Regions from separate parts of the Gossypium hirsutum genome. Here region 2 is linked to region 1. Evidence: chromatin contacts called from public Hi-C data. All regions are on one chromosome and are shown on one strand. The core of a region is the stretch at or near the end of the contact, and the rest is flanking DNA. Distances in the headings are between cores, read along the strand shown.

Evidence for each region. A called contact is a pair of places that touch in the nucleus more often than the background predicts.
Region 2: a contact with region 1 is called in a Hi-C map of leaf, with 2.0 times the contacts expected there. The contact joins the promoter of LOC107957443 here to the enhancer-like site in region 1. A contact is called at or near these places in 2 of 34 Hi-C or Micro-C datasets (both in leaf).

The regions. Positions count from the first base shown.
Region 1 is chrA05:37,270,295-37,275,042 of Gossypium_hirsutum_v2.1, reverse strand. No RefSeq gene overlaps it. Among protein-coding and RNA genes, the nearest start is that of LOC107961206, 12 kb to the left of the region's middle. Within about 2 kb of position 2,467, at least 3 of the 9 cell types and tissues checked have an H3K27ac peak or open chromatin away from gene starts, as enhancers often do. A contact at or near this core is called in leaf, where this site is marked.
Region 2 is chrA05:37,386,493-37,391,240 of Gossypium_hirsutum_v2.1, reverse strand. LOC107957443 (acyl-CoA-binding domain-containing protein 4) reads right to left here and starts at 2,109. Exons shown (of 14, transcript XM_016892960.2): 1 at 1,837-2,109; 2 at 508-639; 3 at 220-297; 4 at 1-113. The coding sequence starts at 624.

The sequences.
Region 1 (4,748 bases), core at 1,218-3,717:
ACTGGAAAGATAGATAATTTAAATTTAAATGAAAAAAATAATATAAATGAAATGAGAAAAAAATTAAATTTAAATAGGAAGATAGATAAACTAAATGAAATGAGAAAAAAAATTAAATTTAAATGGAGAAAAATATAATTTAAATGAAATAGAAATGAAAATGAAATGGAATAGAAATAGAAATTCAAATTAAATAGAATTGAAATTTAAATGAAATGAAAAAAAAAGTGACATGACATTTTAGGCAGGCTGCGCCAGCATGAGAAATGGGTTGGCATTGGCCAGCACCACAAAAAAAAAGTGAAATGAGAGGCCTGAGAATGGGTTGGCATTGGCCGGCACCAGCACGAAAAAAAATTAAATGAGAATTTTTTTTAGTTTAAATGAAATTTAAAATTTTATAATGGAATGATATTTAAATTGACGAAAAATTTAAATAAAATATGAAAAATTTTAAATGACCCTGATATTGAGACTACTTCTAATATGAAAAAAAAATTGAATTGAAAAAAGATAAATTGAAATGAGACTAATTGTAATTAATATGGAGAAAAAAATTGTATGTTAGGAAAAAAATAAATTTAAATGAAAAAAAATTTAATGAAATGAAATGTTAAATGAAATATGAATATGAAATGAAATGTAATTTGTAATGAATATGAAATGAAATGAAATGATATTATGAAATGGAATAAAAGTTTAAATGAAAATAAATTATAAATTTAAATGAAAATAAAAACTGAAATGATAAATAAATAAATTAAAATGGAAAATATAAATTAAAATGAAATGAAATGGAAATTAAAATAGAAATGAAAAAAAAAAAGGTTGAAATGATAGGGCCAGTGCTTGTGTGACCAAGGCTATTTTGCCCTTCCAATGGTCGGTAATAGTATGTCATTTCACACAAATTTTTTCCTTTTTTTTTCCAATTTTGCCCTTACTCAGCCACTATGGTCCTCTACTATAAATTGCCAACTTCAACCCAAAACCGCCGACCACCGTTGACCGACGACCACTGATCACCTCCAAACACCTCTGACAACCATCATTCACCGTCAACCACCGCCGATCACTACATGGATCCTAATCCTAATATTATTTTAAATTACAACAACCACATTGCAGCCTATGTGCATAAGGTAAAAAAGAAAAAAAATGTTTCATTTAATTTTAAATATTCATTTGAATTCTTTTTTAAATGAAAAATATAACATTCTATATTTACTATAAACGTAGGATATATACTGAATTGTGAGACCCCGGATACATGATCCAGTTATTTTCCCAATTTAAGAGTTTTTTCGTATTTAAATGTCGCGGGTTTTGGGGTCGCCATGTACATTCAGATATATGAGCTACAGACCAATTTAATATCGGCCTTAGTTGAAAGATGATTCCCGGAGACACATATGTTTCACCTTCCATATGGGGAGGTAACTATTATACTGCAAGACGTAGCAGTCCAACTAGGGCTGTCTATAATTGATAAAGCAGTGACCGAGCTTGGAAGAGAGCCCTATTCATGGGGCACTTGCTAGCGGTTACTTGGAAGAGTGCCCCCAACGACGAGGAAGGACGATTAACCTATATTAAATTTACTTGGTTAAAAGAAAACTTCCAGCATCTTCTGAGCAGTCCAACGCAGATGGACATTATCTACGCTGCAAGAGCATTCATTCTGCAACTTATAGGTGGGATACTATTGCCAGAAGTCGATACAAATAAAGTTAAAATAATGTATCTTGTAACGCCCCAAAAATTGGGCCTAGAAGAGTTGGGCTTTGAGTCTGGGATTCGGATAGAAGAAAACCTGAATATTGAGAAGTTTTGAATATTACTAGTGTTTAAAATATATATTGATAAAATATTTATGTTATTACTAATATTTTAATTTTTATGAAAATTGTTATCATTATAATCATTAGATACAAATATATTTATAAAATTCTTGTTGTTAATTTAGTGTTTAAATTAACATATTATTAGAAAATTTTACTGTATCTATTTCTATTGATTTATGGAAATTATAATTATTATTATTAGGAAAAATATATATATTATCGTATTTGAAATTTTCATTATTATGGTCATTATTATTATTTTAGTTTTTAAATAAATTTAGAAGTATTTAAAGTGTGGGAAAAATTCGGTCCAAGACTCTAGCAAAAATTATTATTTTTGCTCCTTTAGGGGATCTGGGCATAAAGATTTATTAATAAGTTAGGCTAAAATTGAACAAAAGGAGGAGTTTGGCCTAGTGGTTAGGCGTGTTAAGCAGTAGGAAGGGAGCAGGGATTCGATTCCCTGCGTGCACAAATGTGGGTTTTTATTTTAGAAAAACCAAGGGCTGTCGCAGGTAGGCCTTATTAGTAGTTCAGGTTAATTCATGTCAGAAGCAAGCATCCGGCCTAGTGGCTAAGTGTGCTAGGATGGCGGAAGAGGTGCCTGGGTTCAAGTCGCGATGCGCGCGAGACATTTGGTTTGTAAACGGGTTGCGATAAAATAAGGTTTAAGAGAAGTTGCAAGCAGAGCCTAAAACAACGAGCGCTTTGGGCGCAATGGCAGCAGCGCGTTAAAGGGACTGAGAGGGCACGAGTACGAATCCAGGTTCTAGCATTATTTTGGTTTGTTTTTAGGTGGACCAAGACTTCAGCAGGTAAGGTTTAAAGTTAATTGCGACTGTCATATATCCAAGAGCAAGCTACGACGCAGTGGCCAGCGGCGTGCCTATGCGTTATTTTTAATAAGCATTAAGTACCGTATTTGTTCTTTGAATTTTGACTTTTATGAATTATTCCCTTTTTGTTCATCTTTCCTTCATCGATAATAACCGAACCTATCTTCTTCTACTCTTCTTTTCTTTCTTTTCTTTTATCTCATCTCTTCCTTCTTTAATTTCCTTCAAAGCCGAATCTGTACTGTCATCTCCTCTTTTCTGTTTTTCTATTTTCTCTTTTTCATTATACTAAAATCCGAAACATCCATACTTTAGTGATTCGAGAATTAATTTTTAGATCTATTTCCTACTTGCGATTAAGATAGATTCACAGTGGATCTAAGATTTGAAAAGTGTTGGAAACGCTTCTGACAAGAACGTCTTTGGTGGTAAGCATTCAGATCTTATTTTTCTTTATTTAGTAATTCGAGGATAAGCTGAAAACCCCTAAATACTTTAGGGAGACTATCGATTTTTGCCAAGATTAAAATTAAGTATTTTTCATTCGTTTTTTTTATATGTGCGCATTGAAGGCTAGCGATTAAGATCTATTTGGAGGCTAGTAAGATCAACAAGGTTAATCGTGGGGGAGATCTCATTAGCGAATCGTCATAAAACAGGTGTGTAAACGACACCCACTCATAGACTAGATCGCCAAAAGCCGAAAAGCCGGCATTTGTGAACTTGCGAGTGTGCGAGCGCTTGTGAGGTGGTTTGGTTGTTAATTTTGGTAATCGCAAGGAGTATGATTGCAGAGTGCGCAATTTCGTGCACTTCGGTATATTTGGGCTTAATGGGCTGAAAACGGGTTAGTGGGCCAACGGGCCCCATTCGGTAAAAACGCTCGGTAAGCGCTTCTGTTAATGTGTTAATGGTTAGAATATGTATGTAAACTCTAGAATAGAGAATTTTACTAAAACACCCCTAAGTATGAAAATTATCGTTTTACCCCTAGGTGCAAAAAGACCATTATACCCCTAGGGTTAATTTTGACTGAAATGCATGATATTCTGATTCTGTTTGTTGTATGCCATGACATATATATCTGTTGCATAGGATCTGGGTTATGTTATGGAGGAAGAACCCGTTCTGGTGGCTGTGCCACATATTCTGATATAAGCAGCTTTACTGCGGATTATAGTTAGTGCCGCAACCGGTGCTAACACTGTAAGTGTAAGGATTGCGTGGGTGATTTATTCCTCACAGGAAGTGTAGGGATGGACGGAGGTAAGTGCAGGGTTGGATGGGGTTATCATGCATTAATCACATAAGACTGTTTTGTTATGGGCCAACTGTATTGAAGCGGGCCCAACTATGTTAATATGGGCAAGGCCTAATATATCTCGACTTGTAATAGGGCTACGGCCCAGATTGATACTGACATGGGCTAGGCCCAGTATACTCTCATACTGTAAGGGGCTATGGCCCAGATTAATATTGATATGGGCTAAGGCTTAGTTAACACTGATTTCTGAATAGGGCTTAGGCCCAGTAAGGCTTGAACTGATTTGGGCTCTGGTTGGGATACTTTACACACTGAGTTTTCCAAACTCACCCTCTTTCTCTTCCATCCTTGCAGGTGAGCCCTAGTTGGTGGACTTGGAGCTGGGCGGGATTCAGAGTGGCCACGAAGATTAAGTTTCTGTTTTCTTTAAAATAAGTTTCGCATTTATTATTTTGATTATTTTTATTCTGGTTTAAATTGTAATAAGGCCGCTCTTTTTATTATTTTTAATATTTTGGGTTATTAAATTTGTTAGCTCTAGGGCGCGTTTTATAAAAGTTACTTATTTTCAAAATATCACGATTACCGAGCAAAGCTTCCGCAACGTAAATGTTTTCAAAGGAAATAAATATTTTAAATAGACTTAAACTTAATTTGCTGTTCGTGGACAAGCAATATGCTTTAAGTGTGGCAATGGATGTGTGCATGTCTAGGATTGGATCCATAAAAAGCTTGGTACTTAAGCAGTCCAATAGACTCACCTCCTCTTTTCTGGCTTCCTACCTGGTGCACATCTTCCATTCA
Region 2 (4,748 bases), core at 860-3,359, 120 kb before region 1:
TGATCAGAAATGCCTGGAAGAACTTCCTGTAAGCCACTGTCTTCTGATGTATCAGCATCAGGATCAATCTCCAGTTTCAGACTAGACCATGTCAAACTTCTAAGATCAAATGCCTGAAAAAGAAGCCAAAGAGAACATTACAAATAAGAAAGTAGCTAAATATATGAACTAATTGTACCAAAAAAAAAAAATGTATGAACTAAGGTCATGCAAGAAAACCTGAATATCAGACAGGTATCGACCATTACGACTGCCTCCAGTGATATATAGTTTCTCATCAGCTACAGCGGCAGCATGCTACAGTGATAAGACAAAAATACATGGTAAGCAGTCTACCACAGAATATAGAAAAAGCAGAAATGGATAAGTGCTTCAAAGAAAAATTAATATTATAGCAGCCTTATTAATGATTAACAAACATGATCAAAAAGTCCAAACAAGAGAGAATCCATAAAATGACACAACCAAAATGATCTTGTGCAAGCTACACAATTTAAAGAAAAATACCTTGTATCGAGCTGATGGTCGTGCGCCAGAAACCGGGAGTGCTACCCACTGCTCATATGCCAAATCTGAAGGCCAACTAATGATATCCATGTCCTTTTTAATCTCTTCTGCTCCCATAACACAGCTGTTCGTCTGTCAATCAAGATATTCAGTTGCAAAACATATACAATCAAGAGGTACACAAGTCACAAATAAGTTTTTATAAAAAGCCAGTGGAGTGGAAGTTTAGGAGCAAGATAGAAATCTATAAACTATAATCCTTTATACAAATGTTTGGTGTGACAGCAGAAAAATGCAACGGAATCAAAATTCTAGAGAATTTTTAAAACCTACTTCCCTTTCCCTTTGGAATTCAAGATCTAAACAGAACCTCAGTCTTAAGACTTGAGAGATACAGCAGAGATTTTAAATATCAGACGCACCATCATTTAATCCAGTAAAAAGTTTGGATATGGAGAAACTTATAGAGAATGCTACTTGTATCATTTTTAATTGAAAAAGAAACGAGTCACTGAAAGGACAGATGAAGCAAGTTACTCAAAACAGGACCAATAAAGATGAACTTAAAGAACACGCAAAGAAATCCACCATATAAAGATACAAATTTTATAGACAACTTACACATATAGCTAACAGCATCTACAGCTAACAGTATCTACTTGTTAACATCGGATGAAAACATTCTAGTTGGGATAACTACATTTGTCAAACTTGATCATGTATTTCAAAACTCCAGCGACGATTATCTATTAACAAGCATCAATCAAATAGAGAAAACATTGAATTATGATAGTTATGCTTGTTCAAAAACAATTTGATCAATATAATTCTTCATAATTCTTCAACTGAATTCTATCCATTAAATCACAGAATTTTGTCAAACTATTTGAAATCGACCAACCTAGAGTTTTCAAAGGCAAAAACATGTACAAAATTGTTGTAAATGAACTCTATAAAACGCAAAACAATAGCCAATTCTAGATTCAGGCTAAATTAAATACTCGTTTTAAAATTCAGCTATTATTGGATATTTCAGTATTCTATCCTGCTGTTTGGTAGCAGAGAAAAGGCAGGAAAATCAACAAATAGATTAATTCATATCTCTCCACTCAAATCAACCTGATAAAAGTTGTCTGACTTAAACAAGTCAACACACTCCCATTTCCTTGGAAACAAACAAAATTCAAATTTCTTCCATTTTTCTCAGAAAACAAACAGAGTTCACCAAATTCCACATTCCTACCGGAGATCTAAATCATTAACATTCAAATTCGAATAAAAATCTAGAGCGTAAAATGCTCAAAACGAAAGAAACAAAATTAAAATTACCTGAATTGTGCAAAATTAAAGGGAAATGAGTTAAGAACCGTTGATTTCGGAGAATTGGATCTGAGAAGCTGATCAGGAATATGAGATCGGAGGATGAAGGGGGATGTGGGAAGAGATCAGACGGTGTTGATTATGCCATAAGACGAAGAATCGAACACCAGCCGTTAAGATCTAAATCTCTACGTCCCAGGTGAAGAGTTTTTTTTTTCTTTTTCGTTTTTGTGCCTACGTGTATTTTTTGTCTGCGTAAAGCTCAAATCGTCTCTTTAAAGCTTCCCAGTTGTCACTACCGTACGCACTAAAAAAATATTTAAATTAATTTATAAAATGTTAATATATCATTTGGTATCCTAATTTAATGTTTGTTCAGTTTGATATTTATATTTTTTCAATATAATATTTGTATTTGATAAAAATTATATATTTTGATACTTATAATTATTTTAAATTTTTAGGTAGACTACACCTAATATCGCTTGACTATTAGTAAATTTACGTTTTGGCTACTTAACTTCAAAAAGTTATAAAATAATCATTGAATTATTCAAAAGATATCATTTGAGTCACCGAGCTATTAAAATCGTTGTTGCACGACCTTCTTAGTTCACACAATCTGTACCAATCAAAATCTCTCATTTCTCTTCTCTATTACAATTCAAATTTTTCCATGAAACAACTTTGAATGTCATGAATTTGACAAATCAAAATCCAAACAATTTTCTTCTTTGATCTTCAGCACTGATTGTTAGATGGATTTGGATCTAAGACATGTTCTTCTATTTGTCGGTGGGTTCTGATCCACCGTATCGTCGCTTAAATTTTGCTAGCCTAACTTTTATCTATAAAAAAACTTAACAATCTAATGATTTAAATAAAAACTTTTAAATAGTTCTTTTAATGTTCAACTGAGGTGATAGTGTTCATTTGATAAAAGTTAATTATTAATATTATTAGGTTCAAATTTTCATAGTTTCATTAACAAAATAAGTTTAGTATTAATTGCAAATTTGTTTAATTTTATTCTTAATTTGTTAATTACAAACTGCTATTTTTTTTTAGATTTTAAGGTTAATTTGATGAAAGTTTATTGTTTATATTTGTTAATTATGAATTTTCGTTAATTCTAAAACCCTCAAAATAATCACTAAAAAATTAATATTGTTACCTTCTATATTAAAAATGTATAACTTTTTATCAAATATAGATATAAAAAACCGCAAATAACATATATTAGAAAAAAAATGTTAGACTTAAAAATCAAATGATATATTAAGCGTTATAGAAATATACAAATAAATTTAAAATCATTTTCAATTAAAAAGTAACAAAATTTAAAGGGTTGATGTTAAATTCATTCCTTAACATTAACATTTTTTTTTGGTTAATTTAACTCTAATATTTTTAGTTACATTTGGTCCTTAATTTGTTGTTTTCAATCAAATTGAAATGTTTTAAATAAGGGATAAATATCAAATTTATATATGAACTTTGATTTGATGTTCAATGTTATACATGAAATTTTAGTTCAATTCAATTTTCACAAATTATTGATAACATTATCAAATTAACATCATCTTGCATTGATATATTGCATACACTATATTTATCTAATATGAAAATAAATGTATGTATTCATTTCTTTAAATATGCACAAATAAATCAAAATTAAAGTTTCATGTATACATATGGACCATAATTCAAGTTTTATGTGTATAATTGCATCAAATTAAAGTTTTATGTGCACCAAATTAAAGTTCATGTATTAAATTGCACATTGGACCAAGATTCATGTATAAATTTGATATTTATCTTTTTAAATAAAGATGCTGACTAGATCCTTAAATTTTTAATGACACTAATAAGGGTAAAAGTATCATGGAGGCATCTAGTCAAATTACCTTTTACCCATTTATTAAAAATGCACAAATTAGTCCCAATCCTTATGTTAAAAATTTCATTCATTTTTATTGTTAAAGCTTGGTCTTTGTATGTCAGCATGAAATATACATGGCACATCACATGTTATTGTCTAATTATTTCTCTAGTCAAATCAAGTTTTAATAGTACAAATGGATGAAAGCTTTAGCAGAAATGACTTGTAACGCCCTGATCTTTTTATTTATGTTTTTGTAAGTACTTGATATAAATGTGTATTTGCTTCAGTGGTTAAGTGTTCTAGGAGTGATTGAGAGGTTCTAAATTCAAACTTTACCTTTAGTAAATTTTGGCTATTTTTGGATCTAAGCTCTACCTTTGTTCTTTGGGCTTATATTAAATTTTTCGTTAATTCATATTAGAATGAGCTTGCTGGTTTGAGTGGTAAGGGAGTAATAGTATTAGAGGTCTTGTGTTTAAATCCCTGTGCGAGCATTGGTATTAATTTTTACTTCTGTCGGCAGTGAGAGTTTGGTTGGAGTTAAAAGTCTGTGTGAGTAGGTAGTTTATCAGTTAGTAGTAGGATTGAGGGAGGATTTTGAAATCTTTTTGTCGAAACTATTTTTATTTTGAAAAACGGGGATCGACTTTTAAACAAGGTATGGAGTCGCCACCACTCCTTTTTGTTTAGGTGTGATAGGGTCACCCTGTGGTCGATCATTTTAATAAAAAATTTTGGTTTATTAAAACAATATTTTTTGGTCTACGAAAAACTAGAAGACGGATTCGGGAGTCGGTTACGCGCGAGGAAGGATTAACACCCTCGCAACGCCCAAAATTGGTACCGTATTGATCGATTAATGTCCTAATGTTGAAAATTTGAAAAGATTTTAAAATACAATCTTTAAAAACGTTTGGATAACTTGAATTGGATATTGAGATTCTCTCGCTTAGAAGGAATAAAATATTACGTCCAGCACGATTGGATACAATATTTCGAAACCTCGACACAATATCATCTCAGGATTTCCAAAACA